Linked DNA regions of Mus musculus: region 2 is linked to region 1. Evidence: chromatin contacts called from public HiChIP or PLAC-seq data. All regions are on one chromosome and are shown on one strand. Each heading gives the region's core, a stretch centred on a gene start, on an enhancer-like site or on the middle of the called end of the contact. The rest is flanking DNA. Distances are from core to core; before and after follow the strand shown. Region 1 has its middle 43 kb from the start of Gm6209. Region 2 has its middle 36 kb from the start of Gm40044.

Evidence for each region. HiChIP or PLAC-seq counts read pairs in DNA pulled down with a chosen protein or histone mark.
Region 2: an H3K4me3 HiChIP or PLAC-seq map of bone marrow-derived macrophages shows a contact between it and region 1, with 4 times the contacts expected there. The contact joins two enhancer-like sites. A contact is called at or near these places in 1 of 484 Hi-C or Micro-C datasets (bone marrow-derived macrophages) and 4 of 115 datasets of contacts at active chromatin or transcription factors (bone marrow-derived macrophages and embryonic stem cells).

What each region holds. Positions count from the first base shown.
Region 1 is chr3:50,626,612-50,632,203 of GRCm38.p6, reverse strand. No RefSeq gene overlaps it. Among named protein-coding and RNA genes, the nearest start is that of Gm6209, 43 kb to the right of the region's middle. Within about 2 kb of position 3,708, at least 51 of the 459 cell types and tissues checked have an H3K27ac peak or open chromatin away from gene starts, as enhancers often do. A contact at or near this core is called in bone marrow-derived macrophages, where this site is marked.
Region 2 is chr3:51,181,142-51,186,939 of GRCm38.p6, reverse strand. No RefSeq gene overlaps it. Among named protein-coding and RNA genes, the nearest start is that of Gm40044, 36 kb to the left of the region's middle. Within about 2 kb of position 3,204, at least 17 of the 459 cell types and tissues checked have an H3K27ac peak or open chromatin away from gene starts, as enhancers often do. A contact at or near this core is called in bone marrow-derived macrophages, where this site is marked.

The sequences.
Region 1 (5,592 bases), core at 2,459-4,958:
GATCTGGCATGTGAATGCCTGTGCCCTTTTATTGCTCACAGATTTGGTTAGTGTATAATATTTGCATGAAAAAATAAGTTTCATCATGGCATCTTGAAGGCTATCTATAGTTAATTTGACCATGGTCATAACTCTTACTCATTCTCAAGTCCCTGTCCTACGAGTTCCTGTTCTCTTCCTAATAGTCTCAATTCTTTCATATCTTTATTCCCTTTTTAAAATATTGCAAAAATGAGCAAAAACTTGCTAAGCAATTGGTAATTTTAAAATGTTTATATCCATGCATACTTTATGTAACTTATCTTGCAAGTAACATCTAACTTTATTTTATTATGATTTGATAAAGTACAAGAAGTCTTTTCAATTTCTTTTATGCTTTAAGATATGGTTTAATATCTCAAAATGTAATACACTTTAGATAAAGTCCCCTGGATGGCTGTCCTAGTTAGCTTTCTGTATTGGTGTGATAAAACACCACAACCGAGAACAACTTGGAGAGGAAAGTCCATCATTAGGGGAAGTCAGGTCAGGAGCTCAAGCAGGAACCTGGAGGTAGGAACTGAAGTAGAGATAATGAAGGAATGTTTCTTACAGGCATTCTTGCTCTGATTTGCTCAGCTATTTTGCTAGTACAGCCCAGCCTAAGTACCTAAGGATGGTGCTACCCACATGGTATATATGCCCTGCATATATGCCCATAGGCCAATCCAATGAGGAAGTTTCTCAAATGATGTTTCCTCTTTCCTAGTGTTTCAAGTTGACACCTAAAAATAGTCATTGAAGCTGCTGAGAATATGTATTCTGCTATTGTGACATGTTGTTCTGTAGTTGTCTGGTAAGTCTATTTGGTGGTCCATAGCATCACTTAATGTTTCTTTGTTGGCTCTTAAAGTGCAGTTGACTTGTGTATTCCTGAGAATGAAGTTGTGAAGTTACTGTCACTTTATTGGGTCCTATCTGTAGGTTTATTGTCAGCAGTGAGTATTATAAAATAGGTTTGCCAACATTTGGTACATACATTCTTATAGTTGTCATATCTTTTTTATTAAATGACTTTTGTCTCTTTGCCTTGAAATATACTTTTTGGATGTGAGTCTCTAGAAATCTAAGTTTGCTTTTGGGTACCATTTGCTTGGAATATCATTTTTCATCCTTTTGCTTTCAAGCTATATGCATATCTTTGTGTATCTTTGCCAGTGGAGTGCATTTCTTGTTGACAGCAAGCAGTTGGGCTTTATTTTTAAGGAGCAATTTTCTGTCACTTCATTGAAAATTTGAGACCATTAATATACCCAGAGTTATTATTGAGATGTATGTATTATTTTCTGAAATTTCATAGTTTTTGTAATATTTTGACTCTTTCCTAATTATCATTTGTTTGTCTATTTTATGACTTTAATGTTTATTGTATTTTGTAGCTGTCTATATTTTTCTTTCCTATGTGTAAGATTTCTTTAATAACGTTCTGTAGTACTATCTTATCAATCATGAGTTCCTTTGATTTGGATCATCATGGGGAATCTTTATTCTTCAATTTGAAGGAACACTTTATAGTGTATGGTAATCTAGGCTGGTCGATTTTCCTTTTGGGATTGAAGCACATCACTCCACATTGTATTAGCTAGTTTTCTTGTTGCTGTGATAAGATATCTGACGATGCTACACAAAGCAGGATGAGTTTATTTTGTCCCACAGTTTGAGAGTTACAGACCATCGAAGCCTAGCAGGTATTGAAGGTGTTGAGGTGGCTGGTCACATGGCACCTGCAGTTAGGGAACAGAGAGAGATGGATGTGGATACTCACTTTGTATTTAGTAAGGAATCTCAGCCTGTGGATTAGGGCTACTCACTCTCCGTCAAATAACATTTGTGAAAATACTCAAGAACACCCAGAAGTATGCTTTCACAGTGATTCTAAATCCAATCAAGTTGATACTGAAGATTGACTGTGGTTGCCATGTGCCAACCCAAGCATTAGAGTTCCTGCTGGTAAATCTGCTATCATCCTGATGTGTTGGCTTTTATACGTGACTTGGACCTTCATTTTTGCATTTTCAATATTCCCTTTACTCTGTATATGGAGTGTATTAGTTATAATGCAGTTTGAGGAGATTCTTTCTTGGTTCTATCTATTTGGGGTTCCAATACGCTCCAGAATCCAGATCTCTACCTCTTTCTGAAACTTTCTTATTAGATATATTTTTCTATGCTGTTAGTGTGCACCTCTTCTCCTTCTGTACATATAATTTGTAAGTTGGGAATTTTACTGGTATCTGAAAAGTCTATGTAGTGTTGATAATTTCTTTTATAATATAGTGTCTGATTATCCTAAGTAATCCACCTTATCTATGAATCCAGTGACCTATCTTCTATTTAATCTAGCTATTAATCAAGTTAGTTTTTAAAATTTAACTTGTGGAACCTTCCATTCCCTAAATTTCAGTTTGTTACTTTCCTTCAGAGTCTCTGTATCTTTACTGGATTCTCTCTATATATCTTTCATTTTGTTCTGTATTTTATTTAGCTCTTTACTTTTATCCTATTTTAACTCATTTAGGTTTTTAATGATATTCTCTGTAAATAGCAACCATTTCTATAGTTTCTTCTTTTAACTCTTTATTCAGAATTTTATCTACCCATCATGAACTATTGTTTGGAGGAGTCACACTAATTACTTACATATTTTTTAATTTGTCTGTATTGGGATTTGTGCATGTAGGACAAGTCATTGGCTGGGAATTTGGTTGTCTTATATTCTTTGAGATAAAGTAATCACTGAGCAATGGGCAGGTCTAGGCTATGGCAGGGTAAAGAATTAATTTATCACAACTATGCTGGCCACTTAAACCACAGTTAAAATCGAGGCACCAGGCCCAGCCCAGTGGACCACAGAAGAAACCATAACCTATAGAAAAAACACAAAGTAATCATGGTCATAACCAATTACAGCCAATGTCATAATAATCTTATGAAAATTAGAAAAAAGGAGCAAAGACATATTGTTAAATCTAATATGACATTAATGAGAAATGGAATGGCAAAACTAAGGCAAGTACCAGAAGAAAAAAAAATAGAAAAAGAAGAGAAAAAGTAAATTGAAAGGATAAGGGAGAAGACGAAGAGACATAGAAGACGTAGTTAAGGATTAAGTAAATAAAAAAGGAATATAAAATAACAAACCAACCAACCCCACAAACCTGCAAACAGAAAACAATAAAATTCTTTTAAAAACCTAAAGGACAAACGATGAAAAATGGAGAAATGAGAGAAAATAAATATTACCGAAGAATGAAAAAGAATTTACAATGGTAAAGACTAAGGGAGGGAGATTAAAAATCAAATATTACACGGGTGTGGTAGCCCGTGTTTATACAGTCACTGTTTAGAAGTTTGGGACTGGGTGACTGCTAGTCCTAGGCCAACTTGGCCCCTTCGAGGAGCGACTTTCTCTGATCAGAAGACTTGACAGGATAAAATGAGAAAGGGAGTAGACATTAAAAAGATAAAAGAATAAGAAAAATAAAACACACAAACAAATATGAGCAACTTTCTTATAAGTATTAAACTGGATGATGGAAAGATACCGGCCTGTGACTAGCTCCTGCTCTCGAGCTGTTTGGCCATGTGCCATCTTTGAGGGCTGACTCTGTATGCAGATTTGCTTCCTCTTTCTCATTCACCGTGTAGACCAGCAACCGGAAGATGTGGCTTGTAGTTGGAGACGCCTGTACTTATTAACTCTGGGCTGCTGTATTGGTCAGATAAGAAGGGGCAGAACAGAACTCTTTCTCCATCTGGTCCAAGTCTCCGATGCCATGCCATTCGGTGTTTGCTCATGGGTTTGGGAGTTGCTATGTGGATCCAATCTTGACCCTCTCCTGCTCCACTTTCCAGGTCTGGAACTTCCCTCAACTCACTTCCTGTAAGTGTTTACTTACTACAGAACTCTGCTAGCTTCCTAACTTGATGGCAGCCGGTAAGAAGTCACCTCTACTCCCAACTATGATGCTATGATTGGGAATATGTAAAATTTCAGTGTTTCTCAAAGGCATCTGATTTCAGGACTGTAGTCACTGTTTTAGCGCCTAGGCATAATGATAGTTACTGAATAAGCCACCACTGGCCTCTAATAGAATGGTTTTATGTGACAGAATGACATATAAAGTTGAGGTCTGTGGGCTTTTTATTTTAATTTTTTAGTTTCCTTCCTCCCACCCTCCCTCTCACTCTCCCTCCATCCCTTCATTCATTCCTTCATTCCTTCCTTCTTTCCTTCCTTCATTTTGTCCTTCCTTTTAGTGGCTTAAACCAAGGCATGTGTTTTCCAGAACACTTACTTTTCCTTTGTTCTGTGCTCACTCTCTCTGCCCTTGGCTTTCTTTCCACCTAGGCTTTCTCTATTCAATTGTCTAAGTTCTCTATTTTAAATTCCAGGCTCCATCTGAGGGTTCCCAAACCCACACAGCCTGCATCACACAAAGGAAGGCTCTTTCTTCTTAAGCCTTTCTAGAAGTACTTCTTGGAGATAGTAGCTTTTGGTGGGTGACAATGCTCTGCTACCTTCCAAGACCCTGAGTCCTTCTTCTTACTTCTTCATTTATTATCTGTGGTCCTTTGGAAAACGGAAGGTTTCCTCTTCTGTAAAATGGATAACATATGTGTCACCTGTCACATAGACACTTAAAGAAAGATCCCAAAGCAACTACTGTATGAAGCGTATTTTGCAAAACTGTCAGAGCCAGAACAAGAATAAGGCTTAGGTGAGCCTAGTAGAGGCTGTTGTAGGAGAGTAATTAAGAGTTCAAGGCCACCCTTAGCTGTATAGAAAGTCCTTGTCTTAAGGAAAAAGAAAGGGAAAAATGATTAGAGAAGAAAAGAAGGCATGAGTTTTGGAGTTCCAGTAGCAAAATTCCTTAAGGCCAGTAGTTTAGCCTTGAGTACATGTCTCCTGTAACTCTCTCTAGCCATACCAATACCTGCTTCCTACTCTAGGAATCTTGAGTGTTGATTTTGTGGTGGGGCTCAGCTGTACACTTTGTTTTCCCTTGCTAAATTCTCCAGATGTTTCTAGAGGGGACTCTAGATTAGACTCCCTGCTGTGAGATTTCTGGAATAAATCTTGCAATTTGGTTAAAATCGGGATCAGGTACATAAAGTTCATGAGGAAATGTCATTGACAAGAAGAGCTGACTTCTAGTCAATCATACCATAATAATAGCAGAGATATTGAACACCCCTTTCATAGTTGGGAGTTCTAATGCAAGAATGAAATTACTGCACTCACCTAACTTTTACAATCGTTTTTCACATTAACGAGCCTTAGAAGTCAGTTTTGTGGAGCTCCAATTACTGAAAGGGCTGTGCAAGTATGATACCATACATCACCAGAAAATATAATAACTCTGTTTCAAAGAGGGCTTCGGTAATAAAATTATCATAAACAACGTGATTCAGTTATGCCACAAAACATCCAGTGATTAAAAACTTCTATTCCTGCAGCTCCACGGTTTAGATTCAATCCACTTTCATTTTGCACCATTGCTAATTGTATTGTTTGAGGATTCAATGATATGTAAAATATAAAGCGCCAAC
Region 2 (5,798 bases), core at 1,955-4,454, 560 kb before region 1:
TGATTGGAAAACTCATGTCAGTGCCTCTAGGGAATTCTTAGACATACTAATTTCCCTCTGTATGTGGCGTCCACATCTGTGCATTCAATGAACAACACGGACGTGTTTGACCAGGTGTTTGCATTCATCTGTATAGACTCTTTTCCTTATTATTTCTGAAATAATAGAGCATAGCAACTCATGTAGCATTTACATGATGCTATATATTATAAGCAATCTAGACATGATTTAAAGAACACAGGCTGCGGATTGGAGAGAGAGAGATGACTCAGTGGTTAAGAACACTGGTGGCTCTTCCAGTGAAGCTAGATTCAGTTCCCAGCACCCACATGGCTGCTCATAGTTATCTCTAACTCTAGTTCCAGGGATCTGGTACATTATCTTGGCCACTAGGGGCTCCAGGCACACGTGTGGCACACAGACACACCTCTAGGCAAAGCACCAACATACATAAAATGAAAATAAATTAAAAAAAATGAACACAGTTGGGTGTGTGTAGGTTATATGCAGGCCTTTTTATTTTACTTATTTTAATATTATTTTTACCCTGAGAATTGCATACCATGTATTTGATCATACACATCCCCCAATTCACTCCCTGCCCCTCCCAAGTTCATGTCCTTTAAAACAACAACATCATAAACAACTTATAGAGTCCATGAAGTGTCTGCTTCATGGGTATGGGAACATCTATTGGAGTGTGGTCAAACTGCCAGAGGCCACACCCTTAAGGAAAACTGTCTCTCCCCCAGAAGCCATGAGCCATCAACAGCTCCTCAACAGGAGTGCCTTTATTTTATTTTTTTATTGAGACAGGGTCCTATGAGCCCTGGGATAACAGGCATGGGATTTATTTTAACTTTATATGGCACTGGGATTGGAAACCAGGGCTTCTCATTTGCTGAGCTAGCCCTCTTCTAACTGAGCCATGTGCCAAGCCTCTATGCGTCATAAGGGACTTGGGTCTTGCAGGATTTTGGGAGGTCTCAGAACTGGTCCTCCTTAGATTTGTAGGCATGACCGACTGTATACGGGAGGATAGACTCACAAAGCAAATACTCAGAGCATTAAAGATGAAGTAATATTGAAACATGGCCATACTGGGTTGTTGAAGTCTGAGATTCCAGGTGCTCGAGGATTTGATAGTGATGTGTGTGTGTGTGTGTGTGTGTGTGTGTGTGTGTGTGTGTGTGTAAGAAAAGCCTCTTTGCTTCTTCCTGCTGCAGATGAAAGTTGTTCTTTTCCACAGCACTCAGCAGTGTCTTGAAGACTGACCGGAACCAACCAATCAAACCTAGTTCTCTCTCACCAGTTCCGTGTTCTGGCTGTGTTGGCTGCTCTTCAGGCATTTTCACGCCTCTGTGCCTTCGTACTTTCTGTTTCTTATGCCTGGCACATGATGCCACTCCAGGATTAAGTTTACCCATCCTCCAAAGGGGGGTCATATTAGGTGATACCAGGTGTTGCCGCACTCGTACTTGCTGTATTTCTGGTTGTGTTCTGTGCATGTTACCACTAGAATTTCACAGCCGATGTGAGATAGGTCTCATTGTTTCCCACATCTTACTGCTGATATGATTGGACATTGGAAGTGACTGAGGTGACCAGCACAGGTGGGCACCTGACCCAAGCTGCCCAAAGCTTCTCCAGCCCTGACCCCACCCCTGTAGGCCTTCTTTTCTGTGCCTTGCTGAATAAACTAGGTCAAAGGTACTCAGTTTTCATCTTTGCCATCTTCTGGTTAGCACACTAAACAATATTAGTAAATGTTAATAATTTCTTGATGGCCAACTGGACTTCTCCTCCGTCCAGCACCAATTCAGGTGTTGCTGTGAGGTGACTTGTAACTCTCAAGGGCTTGTACGATCCGTGGATTTTGGAGGAAGGGGATGTACGGTCACTGTTCTTCTGGGTGACACGGAGTTAATCTGCCGTAAAAGCAGAACCAGGTTTTCCGTGACGTCTGCGGCTTCCAGCTTGCCATCTGCCCTATGGATTTTGAACTTGCTTAGCTGATCCACAGTTATGTAAGCTAAGTCCTTGCAATAGATCTCGTTCAGCCCAGGTTCTGCCTGTCTGGTTAGATCCTGACCGTTGCAGTGTGTTAGGGTTAGTGACACTGACTGGCTTCTGATTGGTCAGTGTGCTTTTTTCACTTCCCAGGACTAAGTCCATCCTTGACAGTCTTTAGCATATATTTAGCAACCTCTCAGAATTCCCAGAGTTTTGAATATGGTTACACCTGGATTAGGTCTGGTTTTTGCTTGGGTGACATGGCCTGAAAGAATGAAGGCATTGTCTTACATGGTCTGCAAAGCCCTGGAATGGCTCTCATGGTAACAGTGCATTTACCAGGATACTTAGAAAGCTCACTTCACAGAACCGCTCTCTTCTAGCCTAACATTTCATCTTCTTTTAAATTAAAACCATTGTTTTTCCAACCCTGAGAGTCCACCTCACACCAGTCAGAATGGCTAAGATCAAAAATTCAGGTGACAGCAGATGCTGGCGAGGATGTGGAGAAAGAGGAACACTCCTCCATTGTTGGTGGGATTGCAAGCTTGTACAACCACTCTGGAAGTCAGTCTGGCGGTTCCTCAGAAAATGAGACATAGTACTACCGGAGGATCCAGCAATACCTCTCCTAGCATATACCCAGAAGATGTTCCAACTGGTAATAAGGACACATGTTCCACTATGTTCATAGCAGCCCTATTTATAATAGCCAGAAACTGGAAAGAACCCAGATATCCCTCAATATCTGCCAGGAACTGGCAGAGCCTCGTAGGAGACAGCTATATCAGGCTCCTGTTAGCAGGCTCTTGTTGGCCTCTGCCTAGTGACTAGGAATGGATACAGAAAATGTGGTACATTTACACAATGGAGTACTCCTCAGCAATTAAAAACAATGGATTTATGAAATTCTTAGGCAAATGGATGTATCTGGAGGGTATCATCCTGAGTGAGGGAACCCAATCACAAAAGAACACACATGATGTGCACTCACTGATAAGTGGATATTAGCCCAGAAACTTAGAATACCCAAGATACAATTTGCAAAACACATGAAATCAAGAAGAAGGAAGACCAAAGTGTGGATACTTTGTTCCTTCTTAGAATGGGGAACAAAAACACCCATGGAAGGAGTTACAAAGTTCAGAGCAGAGCCTGCAGGAACACCATCCAGAGACTGCTCTATTTGGGGATCCACCCCATAAACAACCACCAAACTTAGTCACTAGGCAGAGGCCAACAAGAGCCTGCTAACAGGAGCCTGATATAGCTGTCTCCTGCGAGGCTCTGCCAGTTCCTGGTAAATACAGAAGTGGATGCTCTCAGTTATCCATTGGATGGAGCACAAGGCCCCCAATGAAGGTGCCAGAGAAATACCCAGGGAGCTGAAGGGGACTGAAGCCCCATAGGAGGAACATCGATATGAACTAACCAGTACCCCCAGAGCTCCTTGGAACTATACCACCAATCAAAGAAGACACCTGGTGGAACTTGTGGCTCTAGCTATATATGTAGCAGAGGATGGCCTAGTCAGTCATCAATGGGAGGAGAGGCCCATGGTCCTGTGAAGGTTCTATGCCCCAGTATAGAGGAATGCCAGGGCCAGGAATGGGAGTGGGTGTGTTGGGGATCATGGGGAGGGGGAAGGGGATAGGGGATTTTCGGAGGGGAAACTAGGGAAGGGGATAACATTTGAAATGTTAAATAAAGAAAAATCAAACAAAACAAAACAAAACCGTTGTTTTTCAAGACAATGTTTCTCTGTGCAGCCCTGGATGTCCCAACCTTGCTGTGTAGACTAGCCTGGCCTCGAATTCAGAGCTCTACCTGCCTCTGCCTGCCAGTACTGGGATCCCTGCCTGGCCTTAAGAACGTTTATAAAGTGTATTTGGTCATCTTTTTCTTCCCCTCACGCTTCTCAGGTCCTCCCCGCTTCCCACCCCACCTGGCTTTATGTGCTTGCTTTCTTTTCCAAAGCAAAAACAAATGAAAATTTTCACAAAACAGAAATTAAAAACGATTAAACAAATGATCAGTAAGACAAGAGAATAATATATAAACCAACCAACAACAGCAACAACAAAAAAATCCACACTGCGTTTGTTTTGTCTTGGCTAACTACTCCTTGGAGTGTGGTTGGTATACCCAGTGACAGTTCACTGAAAAAAAAGCCCTGTATTTTTATTATTACAGTTTAGTGAAACTTACGTAATAATCTAGTTCATCTTTTCCGTGGCCCATCTGACCCAGCTGGCCTGTACTCTTCTCTGGTCAAGGGTGAGGAGCCCTTTCATCCTGCTTGAATACTTATCCTTGCCTATTCACAAAGTGATTGAGTAAAGGGTTTTGTATGTGTTTTGCATACAAATGACTGACTGTAAACACTGGTGTGCAAATGCCTCTGTGGTGTGTGACGTGGGTAACTGGGTCACTCGGAAGGAAATCCTTATCAATTACTAGAGTAGCTTACACCCTTACCGGCAGTGTCTAGCCACTCCCTTCGCTCTGCGTTCACGCTCGCCATTTTCTTTTTTCCTTTTAGATTTATTTTACATGGTGGGAGCATTGGTTCTTCCCTTTCACTTTTACAGAGGTGCCAGGGTTCCCACTCAGAGCTTCACGCTGGTGCGGCAAGCAGCTGTACCAGATGACCCGTCTCAGTGGCCTCTCAGTGAGATTATATAATCCAGCCTTTCAGCCTGAAGTCACTACGCTATCTAGAACAGGGGCGGTTTTAAGTGACGAGTCCTGACTTCAGCAAGCAGAGGTGGCCTCTGTGTTATGTGCTTTGTGTCTGTTTAGAAAGTTTTTTCCCCCCCAGAAGCAGAACAGATAAGGTCTTAGTAATTTTCACCCTGAGGAAAGGCCTAAGTTTTCCAGTAGTGGAGAACTTCTCCTTGGGTCTGAAGGTGGGAGAATTCCTGCATAAAGCTCACCCAGGAAGGGGCATGGATGGCTCTGCTCTGTCATGGCCTCAGTGGCCATCAGGCCAGTCTAGTGACAGTGACAGAGCTGCCTACCTCTTTTAGTTGTCACTGCTCACCACTGGTTTTCATCTTCATGATCTTTTAGGTGGCCCTAGGCTATGGCATGCAACCGCATGGCCGTGACCCAGGAGCCAGCTATCCCACACGGGATCCTCTGTAGGCATTTGAGGGACTGCGTGAGATGACACCACTGACCTCATTGTCTGAGCTGAGCGTGGTGGCTCGTGCCTGTGATTCTAGCACTAGGAAGGCTGAAGCAGGAGCATTGCTATAAGCTGCAGACTGTCCAGGGCTGTATAGAGAATTCTAGTCTATCCCGAGCTATACGCCGAGACCTTGTCTCAAGAAACCAAACCCTCAAACAGAAAGAGCCTCTCCTCCATCAATATCGACTTCATCCTTTAGTTACATAACCCTGGCGTTGGTGTGGACTTATCTGTGCTCTGGAAAGGCAGAGCAGTCCCCAGATCTTCTCACCATCTGTGATTTGTGTATGCATGTGTGAGTCTATGTATGTGCATGAAAGTGTGTATATGTGAGAGTATATTTGTGTAAGTGTGTATATATGTGTGTGTGTGTGTGTGAGTGTGATTTTTCCTTATCCCAAATATTACTTTTTTTTTCTATTCACTCATGAATTTTAAAAAAAAATATTTTTTGAAACAGCATTGCAATTGTCACCCAGGGTAACCTGAAACTCACCTGGAAACCATCCTGCTTTAGCCTAGTCAATGCTAAGATATAGTCCTGAGCTCCCGTGCCTGGCTTGTTCTTATTTCTAAGACAGAAAGCTGACCT